2 separate regions of the Sus scrofa genome follow, and region 1 is linked to region 2. Evidence: chromatin contacts called from public Hi-C data. All regions are on one chromosome and are shown on one strand. The core of a region is the stretch at or near the end of the contact, and the rest is flanking DNA. Distances in the headings are between cores, read along the strand shown.

What was found. Hi-C and Micro-C count contacts between places; a contact is called where the count stands out from the background.
Region 1: a contact with region 2 is called in a Hi-C map of retroperitoneal adipose tissue, with 1.6 times the contacts expected there. The contact joins the promoter of PAIP2B here to the enhancer-like site in region 2. A contact is called at or near these places in 14 of 47 Hi-C or Micro-C datasets (adipocytes, brain, embryonic fibroblasts and 9 more) and 1 of 2 datasets of contacts at active chromatin or transcription factors (skeletal muscle).

The regions. Positions count from the first base shown.
Region 1 is chr3:71,451,139-71,458,460 of Sscrofa11.1, reverse strand. PAIP2B (polyadenylate-binding protein-interacting protein 2B) reads right to left here and starts at 5,708. Exons shown (of 4, transcript XM_013996061.2): 1 at 5,508-5,708.
Region 2 is chr3:71,198,465-71,206,324 of Sscrofa11.1, reverse strand. It overlaps DYSF (dysferlin), which reads left to right. Exons shown (of 57, transcript XM_013996042.2): 4 at 5,747-5,852. Among named protein-coding and RNA genes, the nearest start is that of DYSF, 35 kb to the left of the region's middle. Within about 2 kb of position 6,569, at least 13 of the 83 cell types and tissues checked have an H3K27ac peak or open chromatin away from gene starts, as enhancers often do. A contact at or near this core is called in retroperitoneal adipose tissue, where this site is marked.

The DNA of each region.
Region 1 (7,322 bases), core at 4,459-6,958, 250 kb before region 2:
ATAAATTTTGGCTTGATAAAAATATGTTTTAATTCATCATCTCTCAAACTATGTCTTTTTGTTTGTCTTGGCCTTGCCTGCAGCATGAAGAATTTTGTAGAGAAGGGATCAAACTTGCACCACAGCAATGATTTGAGCCACAGCAGTGACAATGCTGGATCCTGTACCCACTGAGCCACCAGGGAACTCCTCAAACTGTATCTTATGTAATTTTGTTTCAAAAGATGTTTAGGTATGTTGCAAAGGGAGAAGGAGGAGAAGCCATAGTTAAATATAATGTAGTCCTTTTGGAGAGCCACAATTGACAAAGGATATTAACATAATAAAGGCTCTTGAGAAGACCTGCATTTCAGAAACCTTTGTTTAACCCAGTTTATTTTGACACAAAGTTCTACTGTAGCATAACTATTCACATTCATATGCTCAGAGAAACTGCTTGAATAAACAAAACTATTAACTGAGTGCCCAAAACAGAAATGGCAAACTGGATAATTCTTAAATCTCTCCTACCACAAATAGTCCCCATAAATCCTTACTTTCGGTCTAGTGAACTCCTACTTCTTTACCTACCAAGGCCTAGCTCAAACACCACCTCATTTGAGTAATCTCCTCCATTGCTCCATATTACTAAATACTCCTTTCTCCTGGTTTAGACAGCTTTTTTTTTTTCATATCTTTATTACCTTACATGACAAACCAGTTCCTCCATCTACTTGTGAGCTTGTGAGCCTTCTGAGAATAAGTTTCATTACATTTTTAGCACCTTGAACAGTACAAGATACACGTGAGCTTCATGATGAAGTAAATAATTTCACTACAGTGTAATGGTTCCCAAAAGTCAATACTTGTATTTCTAAACTCTATTTATTATTGATACCCTGCTAACACCTTGAGAGTATTACACTTTCTCCCTAAAATTTGCATCTGTTACTGGTCATGGTTATCTTCTTCTATCTCTGTTCTTTTGCACCTGCTGGTCCCTATTTGGAATGCTGCCACAAGGTTTTATTCACCTGGAAAACATTCTACTCATTCTTTAAGAACCAGTTTAAACTATACCTTCTCTGAAAAGCTTTCACATTATTCTACCCTTTCAGGACAAGTTAGGGAATGCTTCAATTCAGACATGTGTATATTTATTACAATGTATCAGGCACTGCACTCAATGCCAAGGTTAGAAGGATGAAGATGTTGACTCTCCCTCATGGAGCTCATAGTCTAGGAAGGAAGACAGCCACATGAACAAACAATCACACTATAATGTTAACGGCAACATCAAAAGGGAGCTCTATGCAATATTTGACATGTGTCAATTACTTTGTTAGGTGCTTTATTAAACATTGTCTATGAGCGTATCAGATAGGTTATTGAATTGGCATCCTAAGGACTGCTCTATCCTTGGTTGCTTTTGGAAGAATCTCTCTCCAAGGGGTTCTTTTTATATATGCTACAGTCTTTGCCACATATAATACATGAAACTAATCCTACTTCTTTGGCCACAAACTCCTGGACCAGACTCAGAGCCCTAATTAAGGGCTGAACTTGAGGGAGATCACCTAGGATACGGCTTTGGTTAAAAATTCTGCTCAATAGGGGTCCTCCATTTTAGAAGGTGGCAAACCAATCCAATCAGATGCTCTCTCCTAGGAAACACAAAGCTTGAGTGAACAAAGTAATAGAGGGCGGGTCTCCAGAGCTCAAATCCTATCCTAAACACTACTAAGTTAGTGCTCTTTAAGGTTTTTTTATTAAAAAGTTTTATTAAAGTATAGTCGATTTACAAAGTTGTGATAATTTCTGCTGTACAACAAAGTGATTCAGTTATACATATACACACATCCATTCTCTTTCAGATTCTTTTCCCACACAGATTATCATAGACTAGTGGGTAGAGTTCTCTGTGCTATACAGCAGATTCTGTTTTAAAAAGCACTAGGGCTAAGGGACAGTACGGTGGCTGAGATGATATCCCGTTCATGTTTACATTAAATCCTTGTCATCAAAGGTAATATGTGTGTGCCTCTCCCTTGCAATCCACAGGGGCTAGAACATCATATTACTACTTCTGACATCAGGAAACAGGTTTAAAAAGTTCAACAGTGTGACCAAAGTCACTCAGTTGGGAGGTGGCAAAGGCAGAAATCAAAGACCACATTAGCCTGTTTCTTCTACAATATCCTGCCAGTTTTATGGGTAAACAGCCTCAAAATAAACTAGTGACAAGTAAAGAGTTGCTCAAAAGAGAGGGTTTATGCAAAGAGCAAAACTGAAATGTTCTGGAAATCAACATGCTAAGGAATATGAAGTGGGAAGGACCACACAAGGTTGGTCAAGTCACGTTGGTCAAGTTACCCTCTAATTACAAACTAGATCTCTCCCCTGAGCTCCAGGCTTTTAGCTGGCTTATTCAAATTTAACATGCATAAGGACAGCAGCTTAATTTCCAGTTTGGTCACCACAGCCTAAAACGGCCTGGCTTATAGTAAGTGCTTAATGAATATCTGTTGGATAAAACAGCACATTCCACTGTTGATTGCAGGGACGGGTTACCATGAAACAGACTCCAGGGCTCATTCACAAATACAGTTGATCCTCATTATTTGTGGATCCTGTATTTGGAAATTTGCCTGCTTGCCAAAATTTATTTGTAACCACCAAATGAATACTGACGGTGCTTCCATAGTCATTCACGGACATGCACAGAGTGGGAAAAATTCTGAGTCACCCCTTAGCGCATGGTTCCCATCCAAGAAGTTTGAACTAGGCACTGCTCTGCTCATTTAAGCACTCATAGAGATAATTCAGGGCACAGCCAGGAGAGGGCAGTGCAGTGTAGTGCAAGAAGCTCTGGCTCAAGGGCCAGTAAGACAGGATTTGAATTCTAACTGGAACCTGTTACGGGGTTGGTTGGCCTCAGGCACGTCGCTTAACACTTCTGAATCTCATTTTCTTTTTTGTTAAATAAAGAAAATAGAATTTACCAGGATGAGTTGAATTTAAAATTTAAGATTAAAATGTATATGAGAAACATACCTATTTTCCCTAGGAGCAACTGTTCAGTATTTGCTAATTTAGTGTTCTGTGTGATTTTATGGACCATAATCACTGTGAATAATGAAAATCACTGTAATTATTCATAGCGAGATAACAGAAGAATATAGAAAACAATTATTTGGGTGGAGCGTAGGCAGTGGCAGACTTCAAGAAGATTTTGAAATTGGGACCTCACCAGGCACATAAGGTACGGAAAAGGCTTTCAAGAAGAGAGAAGAGCACCTATAGGGAGAGGACCAGGTTGTGAAACGAACAGTTAGTTAGGAAATGGCATTCTAGAAGGCCTAGAGCAGCAGGAGATGAAGCCAGAATACTGGGCCACAGAGCTTCTCCGGGCTCTGTACACAACTTATACTGCAGAACCTCTCCTGCATCTAATTCTTGGTTTACAGGTGTCTCTCCCATGATACTATGAGCTCTTTAAAAGTAAAGTATCTATGAAGAAATCAATAGCTACAGTGCTCTAAATTTGCAAACAAGAACTTTCTAAACAAAACCACAAACAAAAAGGCTGTACAAAAATAACTTTGTTTTCAACTGCAGCCTTATAATATCCCACAATAGTGACCAACTCATAGGTTTGAAATTTGTCTAGGACTCTTATTTGATGACTGCTAATAGTTCTGTCATAAATTCTTTTTATTGTTCTATACACCTGGGCATTTGTTAGAACAGTTTTAAGACCTTCCTCTTTTCAGTGTGATTTCCTGTATTAACAAGGATCAAACATATGGTCCATTAGACAATGCTGCCTCCTCAAAGATTCCTTTTAATTCACTCTATTAGACTTATTTCTCTATATACAAGATACAATCTTACCATAGTAAAATACAAGGAAGCATATTGATATATATGTCACAAATAGTGTAAGGAAAAAATAAGAATTTTTCACAAAAGCTTGCAAAATTCTGGCCAAAACACAGTGGAGATGATGTTAAACTCACTGCTTACATCGCCCCACTAAAAACTAGAAAAACCAATTTCAATTCACATAAAGTCATGGAACTAAGCACTGTTAGAATCTACAAGGTTTTGTACACGTGTGTGTTCTTTCTCCCTCACCCCATCCCCACGCACACAGGCTAAAGGACCCATCAGGCTTAACCCAATACTTCAATTTCCTCCATCCCTACCAACAAAATCCTCACTGTCAAACAAATACACTAATATTTTCAAAACTCTAAAGTCTCAATCAAAACTGAGTACAATAAGTTACCTTTTCCTCATAAAATTCTTGGCATATTTTATTTAGGCACAACATAATTGGTACTTCTATCTAGAAACATATGGATAGAACCAACACTATTGAAATCCAAACTGATAACTATGAAGGTGAACACAAATTGTGAAAGGGGAATAAACAATGCTGTTTTTAAACAGAGTCAATGCTATATTATCCACAGGCTGAGTGAGATCAAATCACATTGTGCAATACAGCTAATGTGTATCCTATATGTTATGACAAAGTAGGATGGTCAAGTCCTTACTTACCCTGCAAACTCTAGAAGCGCCGTTAAGCTGTTTCAAGTATAATCCAATTCTATCTACTTAAAAATAACATTTAAAATTTCTTGCTGCCAATAACCCTTCTCGTCTGCATGTTCAAAAATTATTACCAAAACAACTGTAATGGGACAAAGATTCCGGCAAGGATATAATGATCAGATGCCTTTTTAAGAAAGGCAAGAATGGTTTACCATTAACAAAACCGATTAAAAGTTCCCAACCTTGCAAAGTTCCCTGTACAGTGTATTCTTCCTCTCTCGCGTTCACCTTCCAGCTGCCTGTAAGGGGCGAGTGGAAAATGTTAGTTTCCATGAAAGGTGAGAATGAAATTTAGGGGGGTGGGAAGGAGTAAAGGACTTACTGGCTGAAAGGAAGAGAAGTGGCCAAGGTTCCTAACTCAAATTAGGTGTCAAGAAAGAGGACTAGAGTAGCAGAGGAAGCAGAAGGAGTTTAAGAAAAGCAAATAATGCGGGGGGGGGGGTCCGGGGGCGCCTTGAATGGGGGAGGGGCGAACGTGCGCGACTCCTCCCCCTTCCTATCTCTGGGAAGAGGACGCGAGGAGGCAGTACTAGCCAATTTGCTTAGCAGTGTAGCACCGGGGCAGTTAAGAGGACTCGCAAGACAGAGATTTTAGTCCGTTAGAAGGGGATTAAGAGGGTTCAGGGAAGTTGAGGGTGGAAGACTAGTGCGCCTGTTGGGGGAGAAAGGGACTAAAGACCGCCCAGCACCCCCGAGGAACAGGGGCTGATCCCAGCGACCGCCCCTTCTCGCCGATGACTGCGACATGGGACCTGTCTGCTAACCCTCCCCTCAGGAGCTCAGGAAGCCGCGCGCAGCCCCTCACAATCCCGACGGCGGCGGAAAAGGAGGCGCAGGGCACCCCCAGAGTCGACAGAACGGCGCTTCCCTCAGGTTTCCTCCCCGGCAGCCCGGGCGACCGAGCCCACCTGGGCAGACCAGAAGCCTCTCCTCCAGACCGTACTCCGATACTCCTCCGAGAACTTCAGCCGTTGCCGCAGAGGTCGCGGTCGCCAGAACAGTCCGGCCTCTAGTACCAAAGCGTGAGCCACAGGACCCGAGGAGCGCTGCTGCCACTCGCCAGGTTACCTCTTACACCACACTAGCTCCTCACCCCGCCCCCGAACCGAAGCCATTGGTTGCTGGGCACCGCCCCATTCGTCTATTGGACGTAGGAGGATGCCGCTCAGTCGCCTAGAACGGCACGTGTGCTTCTTATTGGTCTAAACGTGAAGCAATTCCCGCCCCCTCCCTCAGAAGTTCCAGCTTCCGATTGGTATTAATGTCTGTCTTTTCGCTCCCTTGGTTCTTTCCCTAGGGATGGAGCGTCGCCTTGCGAGAGACATGAGCTCTGATTGGCTGAAAAGACGCTACGCTAGTCCAGGATCGGCCCTGGGCCAGGGATCCCTCTGGCCCCCACGTGGGGGAGGAGCCCAAGGCGCAGCACCTCTGGGTTTGTTTACACAAGCTCTTGCTCCGGTTTCCTTCCATTGGCTGAGCCAGCAGCTCCTCCCACCGGTTGCGCCACTCAGTCTAGCGAAGAGGGGCCTGTGGGCGGACCTCAGTGGGATTTCCCCAGCTGTCAATTACCAAGGGAGGTGCCTTGAGCAAAACTGACTTAAAACTGAAGCAGCCTCTGTTGTGGAAATTTGGGGAGTAGGGCTCCTTGGAAAGGCTGGAGGGAAGCAGAAGGACTCCCACATTTCTAGAGACAAATCCTGCTTCTTGAGTGTTTTAAAAAATAAAACCTTACTTTCCCTTTGGACTTAAGTTGTCCAATCGTTGCTTCTAAGGACTTTGAATTTTATTCTTCTGGAAATGGGAATTTCTCCTTTTTCTTTTTTTGTAACTTGAGCCACAGCAGTGACAATGAGTTCTCCCTCCTCGAAGCGTATCTCTTTTATTTTTACTGTGGTAAGATACACATAACATAAATTTTTACTGTTTTAGATATTTTAACTACACGTTTCAGGGGCATTAAGTATATTCACATTATTGTGCAACCGTCCCCACTCTCTACCTCCAGAATGATTTCATCATCCCAAACTGAAATTCTGCACCCATTAAACAATAACGTCCCATCTCCTCTTCCCTCATCCCCTGGAAATCACCATTCTATGTTTTGAGTCTATGAGTTTGACTCTTGTAGATACTTTATATAAGTGGAGTTATGCAATATTTGTCCTTTTGTGTATGACATTTCACTAAATATAATATCTTCAAGGTTCACCCATGTTAGAGCACTATAGCATGTATCAGAATTTCATTGCTTTTTAAAGCTGAATATTTAATTGTGTACCACCTTTTATTTATCCATTAACCTGCCAATAGAGTTTGAGTATTGTGAGTAATGCTATTATGGTTGTATATGTTTATATCCTTTCATTCCTTCAGTTCTTTTAGGTATATACTCAGAAGAAGAATTGTTGGGTCATATGGTAATTCTATGTTTAATTTTTGGAGGAACCACTGTTTTCTACAGAGGCTACAACATTTTACATTCTCACTGTTAGTGAACAAGTTTCCCAATTTCTCCACATCCTGCCAACCCTTGCTATTTCCTGATTTTTTTTTTTTGAATAGTAGCTATTCTAATGAATGTGAAGTGGTATCTCATTATAGTTTGGGTTTACATTTTTCCAATTACTAGTGATGTTGAGCACATTTTCATGTGCTTTTTGGACATTTGTATATCTTCTCTGGAGAAATATCTATACAAATCCTTTGCACATTTTAAAATCAGG
Region 2 (7,860 bases), core at 5,320-7,819:
TTAACTTACCCCTCTTCTATATTGGCCATTTGGGTTACCTCCTGTGTTTTATTGTTACAATGATGTAAAATGGCCTGAAGTTTTAAAATAAAATTGTTTAAATGACTGGAATTCCTGTTGTGGATCAGTGGGTTAAGAACCAAACACAGTGTCTGTGAGGATGCAGTTCGATCCCTGGCCTAATTGTGGATCAGTAGGTTAAGAACCCAACTCAGTGTCTGTGAGGACGCAGTTTGATCCCTGACCTTGCTCAGTGGGTTAAGGATCCAGCATTGCCACAAGCTGTGGCGTAGATGGCAGATGTGGCTCAGATCTGATATTACTGTGACTGTGGCTTGGGGTAGCAGCTGCAGCTCCGATTTGACCCCTAGTCCAGGAACTTCCATATGCCACAGGTATAGCCCTAAAAAGAAAAAAGATGTTTAGCTTTCTTTGTGCTTTGTTAAAATCAACTTACTTGGCCACCTTAATTCACTCCTTCCCACTTAAGGCTCAGATTTGGAGGTCACCACCTCCCACTTCTGATAATACAGTAACCTACCAATTGGAAGGCGAACTTGGGAACAAGCTCTTTTTCCATGAGGAAATACATGTGCCCTGTCAACACAGACACTGCTTTGACCTTTCCTTCCCTCCCCCAGGCTAATTCCCGATTTTGCTTTCGGCCCATTGGGATGACAGCCGCTCCTTCGGCCCCACACTTCTACTGCCCCCCACATTCCAGTAGCTTCAGAACACAGCACAGCCAAGAGGGATGACCAGGTCTGGGAAGGCTGGACAGTGTTTTTCTATCCGTAGGCTGCAGGGGCAGGGCATGTGGTTTCCTTCCTGCTGGCCAAGCTACACATACTTTCAGAGCTGGCTGGGAGGCACCTGGTGCAAGACCCTTGAATCCCAGCTGCCACTGATGGGTACCCATGCAGTGTGGAGCATCCCTGATGTCCAGAAGGCCCCTGGTCCCCAGGGTCTGTGTCTCAGCCTTGATCTCAGGATGGGGCGGATCTCCTCAAGGGTCTGAGAGCCCCCCTCCCTCAGGTCTTTTCCCCCTGAATAACACCAGTCCTCTCCATCCTCCGTGAAATGAATGAATGAAGAGCGGCCTCAGACCAGTTCCCCTTCCTTCCTTTCCCCTTCCCCATCCCCTCCCCCACAGTTGGGCGGGGCTGCACATTCAAGGGACGCTCTGCCTCTCTGGGTGGGACTTGAACTTGAGCTCACAGCCTGCTTTTTAGGCTCAGGGACAGGCAGCCTGCCTCTGGTCTTTCCTGCCAGCGGAGTAGGGGCTGTGAAGGGACTGACCCCAACGCAGTCTGGGAAGTAGGGGTATTTCTTGGTTCAGCAAGACGTTTAAGGGAGGAAATGACAAGCAGTCTTGCTGGCCACGGTCGCTCGGCCACTCGCCCGGAGGTGCCTGGGCTGGCAGGGGTGGGGCCGGCATTTCCTCCTGCATTTCCTCCCATTGTTCCCGCCCCGGTTCCGGGAATTCTCTGGGCAGAGGGCTGGGCGGGCAGCCTGCGGATGCGGGTGGCCGAGGCTGGGTTTTACTCTGTGCGCCCTGACCCTCTGTGGTCTGGCCACAGCCTTCCGGGTCCAAAGCAGAGCCTGGACTGGCCACCTAGTTGTCTGCACCGCCAGGCCTGCCGTCCTCTGCTCCCCTGACCCCCCTGCCTCCTGCAGCCCCAGCTCTTGAAGCCTCAAAATTGCCTGGAGTTGCCACGAGGAATCTGGGGACTGAGTTTTTCAACCAAAAAACAATGCAGGAGGCTGCAAATAAGAAAAGCGTTTATTTGGGATCTTAAGAGTTGTGATTCAGGAGACACAAATCGGGTAACTGTTGAGAGAAAGAGGGCTTATAAAGCAAAAAGCCAGGAGATGGGTAAAAGTTACCTGGTGAGAAGTGTGATCGACTCAAAGTATTTGTCCTTAAGGAATCACAAGTGGTTTTAGGGTAGACTCCCATGAGTTCTTTTAGGGTAAGGGTCCTATAAATCATTTGAGTTTCTGGGAGGTTTCTGAATGACTTCATTAAGTCAGAAGGTCAGATTCCATCCAAGCCCAGATGTGTCTAAGTCACATTTCATTCCTGACCTCCCAGTTCCATTTTAGAGAGCTCTCTTATCGATACTGACTCTATTTTGATTTTCTTTTCACAAGTTCCGGGGCAGAGTCCACCATCTCTACCTGCTCAAGCAAGTCCCACTGCTCTGCTGCCTCAGTTTCTCAATGTCCCATTGTTACCCAGAAACTGGCTTTGCCTCTTGGTGGATATTGAGCCAAAAACCACAACAAAGTCAAAGATCGGGAGCGGAAGGATTTATTATTACAGCAAGTGAGGAGAGCACTGAGGGTCTTTCCCAAATTAGTGTCTCCCGGAATGGCAAAATCGGCAAAATTGAGGACATTTTAAGCTAAGGGTACTTGCGTATTCATGAAAGGGCTTGGGCAGTAGGCAGAGTCCAAGCTTTAGTAGATCAAAAGCTTGAGGGGCATCATTCCTTAGATTCCAGTGGATCTGGTGGTTGAGCGTCTGAGGGGGGACTTCAGTTTTGCAAAACAGCTCAAGACAGGGCTTTAGGCTAGTCTTTACCATTGAAATAGAACTGAGACTCTTCACGACTGATCTGCTATCTTTGCTATTGTTACTTCTCTTGCCTAATAAGTTGTCCTTTTATTCTCTTAAGACCTTTGTTACTAAGACCTGTTCAGGGACCAGCATTGTGGCCAGGCTTAGATCACAAAATGATTTAGGACAAAAATGGCTTCTCATGTGAAGAAAGCCATACCTGGGAGTTCCTGTTGTGACTCAGTGGTAATGAACCCAACTAGTATCCACGAGGATGCGGGTTCAATCCCTGGCCCCTATCAGTGGGTTAAGGATCCGGCTTTGCCGAAGGCTGTGGTGTAGGCTGCAGATGCAGCTTGGATCTCACGTTGTGGCTGTGGCGTAGGCTGGCAGCTACAGCTCACATTCAACCCCTAGCCTGGGAACCTCCATATGCTGCAGGTGCAGCCCTAAAAAGACAAAAAAAAAAAAAAAAAAAAAAAGAAAGACATGCCTGGTTTTCTTTCTCTGGGGATCCCTTACCTTATCTGCTTACAGTGTGGGCATTCTACACCTACAGTCTGGGTTGTTTTTGACATTGCTGGGGTTGCAAGGACATTTCAGTCAACATACGGGTGACAGGGGTCTTTCCCTTGCTGGCTCTGGGATGGAGACACTCAGGAGGGCCTGGTTTAGCAGCTTATGGACAAGCCTGCTCTATTCTGCGGACAAGTCCAAATGCTACAAAATGTGATTCCTAGGAGTTCCCGTCATGGCTCAGTGGTTAACAAACCTTGAAGTTGTGGGTTTGATCCCTGGCCTTGCTCAGTGGGTTAAGGATCCGGCGTTGCTGTGAACTGTGATGTAGGTCGCAGACATGACTGGGATCCTGTGTTGCCGTGGCTGTGGCATAGGCTGGCAGCTACAGCTCCGATTAGACCCCTAGCCTGGGAAACTCCATATGTTGAGGGAGTGGCCCCAGACATGGCAAAAAAGACCAAAAAAAAAAAAAAAAAAAAATGATTCCTAGCTGTATTTGTTTATTTATTTATATTTATTTATTTATTTATAGCAGCTGATTTATTTATTGATTTATTTTTATCACAGTAAAACATACATAACAAAACTTAACCATTTAACCATTTTATTTTTAGTTTTTTATGGCCACACCCGTGGCATATGGAAGTTCCTGGGCCAGGGATTGAATCTGAGCTGCAACTGTGGCAACGCCAGACCTTTAACCTGCTGTGCACAGGGGGATCACCCATTTAACTTTTTTTTTTTTTTTTGTCTTTTTAGGGCTGCACCTGTGGCATAAGGAGGTTCCCAGGCTAGAGGTCGAATTGGAGCTACAGCTGCCAGCCTACACCACAGCCACAGCAACCCCAGATCCTAGCCGCATCTGAGACCTACACCACAGGTCAAGGTAACGCTGGATCCACTGAGCAAGGCCAGGGATTGAACCTGCATCCTCATGGATACTGGTCAGACTTGCTTCTGATGAGCCACACGGGAACTCCCTCATTTAACTTTTTAAAATGTGCAGTTCAGTGGCATTGAGCACATTCACAATATTGTGGAACCATCACCACTGTCCATCTCCAGAACTGTTTCATCTTCCCAAACTAAAATTTGGTACCCACTAAATAATGACTTCCCCATCCCCCAGCCCCCAGCTCCAGATAACCACTAATTTGCCTTCTGTCCCTATGGATTTAACTACTCTAGGTCACTCATATAAGTGGAACCATATAGTATTTGTCTTTTTGTGTCTGTCTTATTTCACTTAGCATAATATCTCTAAGGTTCATCTATGTTGTAGCAAGTGTCAGAATTTTTTCTTTTTTAAGGCTCAGTAATACTCCTTTGTATACAGATACCACATTTATGTATCTGTTTATTTGTTGATAGACACTTGAGTTGCTTCCACCTTTGGGCAACTATGAAAAATGCTGTTATGAACCCGGATGTACAAATATCTCTTTGAATGCCTTATTTCAATGCTTTTGTATATTTACCCAGAAGTGGAATTGCTGAATCATGTGGTAATTCTATATTTAATTTTTTTGAGGAACTGCCATGCTGTTTTCTATAGTTGCTGCACTATTTTCCATTCCAACCAGGGGTGCTCAAGGGTTTCGGTTTCCTAATGTGCCCGCCAACATTTGCTTTTTTGCTTTTGTTTTTGTTTTTTGGTAGTTGTAATGGATGTGAAAGATACCTCATTGTGAGCAGTTTTCATATTCAGCTAATTAGGTCAAGACTGAAGCTTTATTTCATAAGTCATAAAAACTCATATTCAAATCAGTTGTCACAGAGGCCAGTAAAAGGAAGGTTCCAGGTAATAGGTGTGCCATTTATCCATCAGGAAAAAAAAAAAATTAAGGTCATTGTTTGTGTCCTGACAGTAATGCACAGGAAGCATGTTGATGTCCAGTGCAGGCGCCAGGCGACATTTCTGATTGACACTGGCCACTCTCTGCCCTGATTTCCCGCTGCTGCTGCGGAACGCAGTCTGCTCATTTCCTAGCTTAGGGCTGCAACCTTTCCCTGGCACTCGCCCTTCACTCACCGTCACATGGTGATCTTCTCTTTCCTGAGAGCCCATCTGTTTAGGGGCCCCTCTCCTCAGTCAGAGATGTGGCTTCAGGTGTGTGTCGGGTGACAGTCCTGGGCCTCTCTTGGAAGTGGGGCATGCCTCCCCTGCCCCAATTTTCTTTCCTCTCCATCCCTGATGACAGGAAGGTCTATGTATTTTTCACTTCTTATCATTGGTGGTCCGGGTCTGGGAAACCAGTAGAGATGGCCCGTGTGGCCAGTTAGGCTGTGAGGCAGAGGAGCAAAGATGTGATGGTGGAGAAACTGCGCTGCTTTCAGGGGAGGCTGATCTGATGGGTTGTTCAGGCAGGCAGGGTGGGGGCGGGGGTGGCAGGGCTGGGCCAGAAGAGGTCAAAGGGCAGGGACAGAAGGGATCGAAGGTGACCTTGGGGGAAAGTGTCTCTTATCCTTCCTGTGCAGGGACGGGGCCTGGCCCTCCAGGGATGGTGAGGGGGTAACCGGGGCAGGGGTGTGGGGCAGCCTCGAGGGATCCTAGGTGTTCCAGGCAGATCGGCTTGCTGGCGGAGTGTCTGTCAGATGGTGGTGGTGGAGAAGACCTGGGCACATTTGGCTGGTTGTCTTCATTCTCCTTTCCCCTCTTCTCAGGTTCCTGGGGGAAGCCAACGTCCCACTCCGGGAGGTTCTCGCCACCCCCAGCCTGTCCGCCAGCTTCAATGCCCCACTGCTGGACACTAAGAAGCAGCCCACAGGGGTAAGTGTTCGCTGGCCTCTGCATCCGGCCCGTGTCTGTCTGAGGCCTTGCCTTCTCGACCCAGTGGTGTGTCAGAGTCCAGCTCCCAGCAACCAGGCCTGGTCCTCCCTGGCCCTGGAGCTTGGGGTGCCCGGGAGGGGATGGGAGTGGAAGGGGTGGGAGGGGGAGGGGGGAGCCCCACTTTCAGGGCACAATCAGCCTTACTTCCAATCAGCATGTCCCAGTGTCACCTCCCCCACTGGAAACCCCATGTCGTGCCAAGCATCCCATCTCCCTGGAAGCCCTTCCTCACCCTGCAGCCCCCTTCCCGGGATCCAGAATGGCTGAGTCATCTGGGTCACAGACCAGAGGGAAGAGAGGCAGGCGTCCCCTCTTCTCCTCCTCCATTGTCCCTCCTGCTCTTCCCAGGGCTCTCCCAGTCCTCCCGGACAATTCCCAGATCCCTGGCCTCCCGTTATTTTTAGTGAGCTAAATATACCCCGCGCAGTTATTTCTTCATGGTCAGTAGAGTTCCTGACCTTCCTCTGAGTCAGCGCCACCTCCCAGAATGCACTTGGGGGGAAGCATCACTTTGGAAGTACTTCCTCCCAGCGGGGCCCTGGGGCGCCTCTCAGAGGGTGGCTAACTTGCCCCATGGCTCGAGCGCACGTGTGTGTGTGTGTGTGTGTGTGTGTGTGTGTGCACGCACACGCGCGTGTGTGTGAGGTCGGGGGCACTTGGCTGGCTTGGTGAGTCAGGAAGTGTCTGTCTGGGCAGAGCTCTGGAGGGAACCACTACAGGGTACTGGGAGCTGGAGCAAGAGTGACTGAGCAAGTCACTCAGTGAATGGGGGTCTCGACGGGACCATGAGACAGGGGGCACATCTCCTGAGCAGTCAGGGCTGGAAGGGACTTGAATGGACCCCTGGATCCCTGCCCGTCCAGTGCGGGAATTTTCCCCTAAGGTGTCTTAGGCTGGGCAGTGATGGCAGGACAGCTCCCATCTGAGAAATGCCCTTCCTTCCTCAGGCAGTGACTGCTGGTAGACTATTCTGCAGGGTTCTCTGAGGTGGTCTCTATCACCTTCCGAATCTTTTTTGTCCTCCCTTTGAACTCTCCAGAGGGTTTTTGTTTTTGTTTTTTTTGACATTTGCATAGATGCAAATAATTTTATTCACGTGTGAGAACAGTTTTTGACTAGAGAAAGTTTTAAGGCCACTTAATACAAGCAGTTTCTTGAACTCAGATTTGAGTTTTTAAAAATCTGTATTCAAGCTCTGGGTATTTTACTTACGGAATTGTGTATAGTCCACTTCTTTCTGCACAAAAGTCAAATACTCTTTGTAGTTCCTTAATTCTCCATTATTTTGCTGTTTCAACATGGTTTTGTACACGCAGCCATGTCATTACGAGTCTCAGGTTACATTTCTTTCACTCTCAGCCTTTTTTGAGCTTCATTTTTCTCTCATTATGTAGTCGAGTATAGCTTCAGGCCCTAGGATTATCCTTGCCAAGGTCCACAACAACTACCTCCCTAGAAAATGTCACTCTTTTTAAGGGTCTTTTCTGGTTATCAGCAACTGAAGGTTGGGAAGGGCTCTGGGCTACGCCTTCCAGGGATCCGGAGGACCCCAGAGCTAGCTCTGGGGACGCGGGTGCTAACAGAGGAGGGGTAGGCATTGAAGCAGCTGGGGAAAGAGGACTTTTGAGTTAGGGGATCTGCTCGGTGCTTCTCCACTGCATCTCAGGAATGGGACCATCTGCTTTGCTGTGTGTCAGGCCCCCAATGCCTCCAACCAGCCTTTCTAACCTCAGCCGCTCCAGCGTCTCTTCCCTCTTGCTCTCTGCGCATCCACGATGCTCCTGTTTCCTGCCAGTCTTCCTGCCCCTGCTCCCCTCTGAGCTCAAAGGCCCACCCAGCCCATGAGACACCTGTCCATGGGGCTCAGCCTCCCTGTGACTCCCTGGATGCCCCTCCATGCCTCCTTCACTCGTTCTGTGTTCCCACGCTCTGTCTGTGCTTCCCGTGC